Linked DNA regions of Macaca mulatta: region 1 is linked to region 2. A link is a contact called in public Hi-C data. All regions are on one chromosome and are shown on one strand. Each heading gives the region's core, a stretch centred on a gene start, on an enhancer-like site or on the middle of the called end of the contact. The rest is flanking DNA. Distances are from core to core; before and after follow the strand shown.

Region 1 (2,700 bases), core at 143-2,642, 49 kb after region 2:
TCAAGATGTTAGCAAAAATGCAGAAAACAGTTTGCCTGTTCCTTAGTTTGGAGATTTTGTCTTTAACAATTTTCCTGGGCTGGGCGCGGTGGCTCAAGCCTGTAATCCCAGCACTTTGGGAGGCCGAGACGGGCGGATCACAAGGTCAGGAGATCGAGACCATCCTGGTTAATACGGTGAAACCCCGTCTCTACGAAAAAGTACAAAAAACTAGCCGGGCGAGGTGGCGGGCGCCTGTAGTCCCAGCTACTTGGGAGGCTGAGGCAGGAGAATGGCGTGAACCCGGGAGGCGGAGCTTGCAGTGAGCTGAGATCCGGCCACTGTGCTCCAGCCTGGGTGACAGAGCGAGACTCCGTCTCAAAAAAAAAAAAAAAAAAAAAAAAAAAAAAAAAAAAAATTTTCCCCAGTTCCCCAGTTTCTTCCTGCCTAGAGGTCTTCCCTTATGCCTGACCTGTCTTCACTCCTGCTGCAGGCAAACCAATCCTAGCAAAGGTCACTTTTTTGTTTGTTTGAGACAGAGTCTTCCTCTGTCGCTCAGGCTGGAGTGCAGTGGTGGGATCTCGGTTCACTGCAAGCTCCGCTTCGCAGGTACAAACGATTCTCCTGCCTCAGCCTCCCGAGTACCTGGGGCTGCAGGCGCACGCCACCACACCCGGCTAATTTTTATATTTTTAGTAGAGACAGGGTTTAGCCATCTTGGCCAGGCTGGCCTCGAACTCCTGACCTCAAGTGATCTGCCCGTCTTGGCTTCCCAAAGTGCTGGGATTACAGGCGTGAGCCACCGCGCCCGGCCAACACGGCTAATATGCTTCATGAGCATGGACCCCATCTTCCAATCTGAAATAGAATTTCGGTTGTCCCTTACTTTGCAGAGTTTTTGGCGCTATAAAACTTCCATACTTTATTTATTATGTATCCTGTCCCTCCCCCACCGCAAAATGTAAATTTGGTAAGGAACTTTTGATTTGTCCTCTGCTAGATCCCAGCGACGGAAAGCAATGAGCACACATTAGGCCTCCATTAAATTGATTTCACTTGTTGAATGAATGCGTTAGGGAAGCACTCACGGACTGACCATCAGGGGGCGTCAGAGAAACTGGATAGAGGCGGAAATGAAGAAAAAAGAATTACTCCGAACTTTCAGGCATGGTTCCGCGAGGTTTGAACTCGCTCGGCCACCGTAGTGCTTAGAGGCCGGAAAAAGTGCAGCCCCTTCCGGGCTTTGCGGTACCGGACGACGGCTTTGGGATGTCGGAAATTGATCCTAGAGGTCCCAAGGTAGCCGCCTTGCGAAGCTGAGGCTCCAGCCGAGGGCTCCAGGCCTCCGACTGGCCCAGCAGTGAACGGGGCTGCCCGACGCTTCAGGGCTGGGAGCAGGGAGCGTGGGTCGCCATGGCGACGCCGGCGGGGCTGGAGCGCTGGGTTCAGGACGAGCTGCACTCGGTGTTGGGGCTGAGCGAGCGGCACGTCGCCCAGTTCCTGATCGGTACTGCACAGCGCTGCACGTCGGCCGAGGAGTTCGTGCAGCGCCTACGAGACACTGATACTTTGGATCTCAGTGGGCCGGCCCGGGACTTCGCCCTGAGACTCTGGAACAAGGTGTCGGCAGGGTGGGGAGGGGTCCTGTGATTTGTCCCGATGAGGCTGGCCTAACGGTCCATCGAGGAGTTAAGAAAGCTCAGTTCACAAGCACTTATTCTTTGTCCGTTGTCGCCTAGGTACTGTGCTAGCTGCTGGACGCCCAGCTCAGTGGAGAAGATTGAGGAGGGCTTAGGTGTGTCGGGTTAAACGCAATAGAACGGTGTTTTTCGAACTCTTAACATGCATCCAGGGCCCTTGTTAAAATGCAGATTGCGATTCAGTAGGGATCTTAGTTTCTGCATTTCTTTCTTTTTCTTTCTTTCTTTCCTTTTTTTTTTTTTTTGAGAGACACAGCCTCGCTCGCCCTGTCGCCCAGGCTGGAGTGCGGTCATAAGATCACGGCTCACTACAGCGTCGATCTCCCTGGCTGAAGCGACCCTCCCATCTCATCTTCCCCAGTAGCTGGGACTATGGGCATGCGCCACCACCCCCGGCTAATATCTTTCATTTTTATTTTTATTTTTAGAGACGAGGCCTTGGTGTGTTGCGCAGGCTGGTCTCTAACTCCTCAGCTCAAGCAGTCCTCCTCTCTCAGCCCCGCAAAGTGCTGGGATTACAGGCGTGAGCCACCTTGCCCGTCCCCCCTCAGCTTCTGAACTTCCTTTCAGCCGTTTAATTAACAGAGGAGGCCCGGTGCAGTGGCTCACACCTGTAATCCCAGCACCCCAGAAGGCTGAGGCAGGAGGATCATTTGAGCCCAGGAGTTCGAGACCAGCCTGGGCAACATAGTGAAACCTCCCTACAAAAAATTTAAAAATTAATTGGGCGTTGTAGTGTGCACCTGTGTTTCCAGCTACTTAGGAGCCTGAGGTGGGAGGATCACTTGAGCCCAAGAGGGACAGAGTGAAACCCTGTCTGTAAAAAAAGCCAAAAAGCTGTGGGCCCCATTCAGGATGATAAACATGGGGTGAAGCCATGAGGAAGACAGAATGAAGGCTGGTTAGCTGGTTTAAAACTAAGTAATTGTGCCCGGGTGCGGTGGCTCACGCCTGTAATCCCAGCACTTTGGGAGGCCCAGGCAACTGGATCATGAGGTCAGGAGTTTGAGACCAACCTGGC
Region 2 (2,700 bases), core at 181-2,680:
CCCACACGCGCTCAGGCCGTTGTTCTAGGGCCTGGCATCCCGTGTGCCTGCCACACCCTTCCCCTAGACACTCGCTCCCCCGGGAAAGCCACAGCTTTCCCGGCTCGGGATTATGTGCAGCGGGTCCCAAGTGCTCGGTGGGCGGATGGAGGTCGACCATACTTGGATAAGCGCCGCTGTTCTTCCCCCGAGCTGGGCACCGCCCCACCGCGCGGCGCACAAAAGGCTCGGGGCACTAGAAGAGCTGCTGCCGCAGTCGACCACCCCCCACCCTCCACGTGACTGCGGCGCACGCGCAGGTCGAGCCGCCGACAAAGGACTTCGCACGTGGGCGGGGCCAGGGGCAAGAATTCCGCGCGAGGGGCGGGGCCCAGGGTAGCGCGCCCCTCCCGGCGGGCAACGCCGCATTGTCCCCGCGCGCCAGCGGCGCCCTGGCCCCGCCCCGCAGGGCCCCGCCCTTCTGCTACAACGTAGCACCCGCACTTCCTCCCGCCCCTCCCCCGCTACACTGTAACCGCGCGCAAAAAAAAAAAAAAAAAAAACCCTTGGCCTCGGAATTTTATTCCTTTGCTAGATTTCTCCCCCTTGATTTAAAGCATTCTTTCTCTCCCATTAAGTCCTGAAGGACTCGTTAAAGAAAACCACACACCCCCATTTTCTCGACATATCAGTTCACGCCCTAAAGAGGTCTCGCTTAGGTGCCATGAAAGCAAGAAAAATTAATCCCGTTCTTATTCTCCTTCCACCCCGGAACAACTACAGGACCGGCCCTCCGGGGTCGCGGGCGCGCTGGGGTCCCTGATCTTTTGTGAATGGTAGCGCCCAGCGCAGCCCACCCTGGCGCATCGCCCCCCGACCTTTGCACTGGAGCTCTCTGCAGCCGCCCGACAGCCTCACCCCTTCCCGCTCCCGTTTGGCCCTAAGAACCCCGCAGGGGGGGCTGGGCGGGATGCACATGGGCAAAACCTCGCCCCGCTTTGTCTCCGACTGTTTCCGCATCTCTCTCCCTGCCCGGTTCTTGGACCGTTAGAAGCCCTTTTAAGTAACATATGTCCTTGGTCTTCCCGCCCCCGAAACCCGAAGAGCCCTTTTACTAGTTTCTCCAAAATGTGCCTGCCAAGAAAAATGATTCCCAGTTTTCCAAAAGCAAATGCTAGTTATTATATATATAAATGTAACAAACTTGGGAGGGGCAAAGCTTGATTAAGAATGGAGAGTGCAAATGCCCCACAACCATTTTTTCATAACTTACCTGGATTTTTCCTTCTAAAAAGAAATAAAAGAGGTGTAAAATTCTTACCTTGGCACCGATCTGGTTGCCACACTGACCGGCCTGGATGTGCACGATTTCCCTCATGGTTAAAATTAATTTTTTTTGCTCGCCTCAAGGTATGTATGGGGCAAGAAAATAAGTAATTTTTTTTCTCTGCAGGTCGCAGGCTGGAAGGTTGGAACGCGCCCCAGACGCTGGAGCAGCGAGGTGCGAACGCGGCGGCAGGAAGGTTCTGAGAGGGAGAAAGGAGAGGGGAGGGCGCGGAGGGAAGGCAGGCTGGGCGGGGCGCGCGTGCGCCGGGGCTGGGAGGCGGGAGAATCGGCCCCGCGCGCGGTCGGGAGACAAAGCCTCATCGAGCCTGGCCCTGATTAGTCGATGCCGGTCATGTACCAGGCGTCCATTGGCCTCTGAGCCAGTGGACGAGCGCAGTCCTCTTTGGGAGTTGTAGTCCCCTATTGTTGTTCACGGTGCAAAATGAAGTGACGAATGGGTGGGTACCGGTTTGGTTTTTGTTGGGTTTTTGTTTTGTAAATGAAAAACGACCTTGCGCAAGATTCCTTTCCTCTGTGCCTGAGGTTTTTGTACAAAAAGTGAGCAGTTCTCGGGGATGCAGGGATTGAGAAGTCTGGGGTTCCAGAAGTTGGGTGGTGAGGTACGCCCTAAAAGCTCCCAGCTGCAGTACCTCTAGGGAAGACAGAATTGCTTAGCTCAGCGAAAAATGGGGAGGAGTGTGGCACCGTGCTCTGCTACCTCTGGCCTTTGGTGACCCAAGTCATGAACTTAAGTAAGCTTCTGCTCTCTCAAATACTTCAAGAAGGGAATCGCCCTCTTGCTATTTCCTTGGAAATTTTCGAGTCATTGTTTTGAAAGAGAAACAAAATTGCAGCAAGGGCTTTTCAGGATAGAGATGTTGTCTGGAGAGTATGTTCAAAGAATAAAATAGTTTAGAGAAACCGACATCGGGGATTTGTGAAACTAGAAGTCTCCATCCACGTAGGAGATCTGGGCCTTAGGGCAGACTTTGAAGACACCTTGATCTTCTTGTCAAACAGGGAACTATGGAATGAGATGCCTGATAGATTTTCAGTTTTTTCAGCCTACCTTTTTAGACATGTTAATGAAGTCAGTGGTTTTTCAATTCGCTTATTTCACTGACCAGGTGGCCGCCATTGCAACTCTGCAAGATACCCAGTATTGAAAAAGGAGAGAGGGGAAATTGATGGGGGAAAATTGGATGGGCTCAAGACAGAGTCCACCAGCTTCTTCCCAGAGATTTATTCACTTATTTGATAGTTACTATGTATCCACCAAATTAGGAACTATGGTTACAAAATGATTAATAATTAGTTCCCTGTCCTCCAGGATGTTGCAGTCTGGCCACTCAGAAATGTAGTATCAAGTCAACATCATTGTTCATTCACATTCGA

What was found. A called contact is a pair of places that touch in the nucleus more often than the background predicts.
Region 1: a Hi-C map of prefrontal cortex shows a contact between it and region 2, with 3 times the contacts expected there. The contact joins the promoter of DHX16 here to the promoter of TUBB in region 2. A contact is called at or near these places in 8 of 14 Hi-C or Micro-C datasets (CD4 T cells, blood, cortical neurons and 4 more).

What each region holds. Positions count from the first base shown.
Region 1 is chr4:152,373,243-152,375,942 of T2T-MMU8v2.0, forward strand. DHX16 (DEAH-box helicase 16) reads left to right here and starts at 1,393. Exons shown (of 20, transcript NM_001105166.1): 1 at 1,393-1,599. The coding sequence starts at 1,393.
Region 2 is chr4:152,323,913-152,326,612 of T2T-MMU8v2.0, forward strand. It overlaps TUBB (tubulin beta class I), which reads right to left and starts at 1,431. Exons shown (of 4, transcript NM_001032813.1): 1 at 1,301-1,431. The coding sequence starts at 1,357.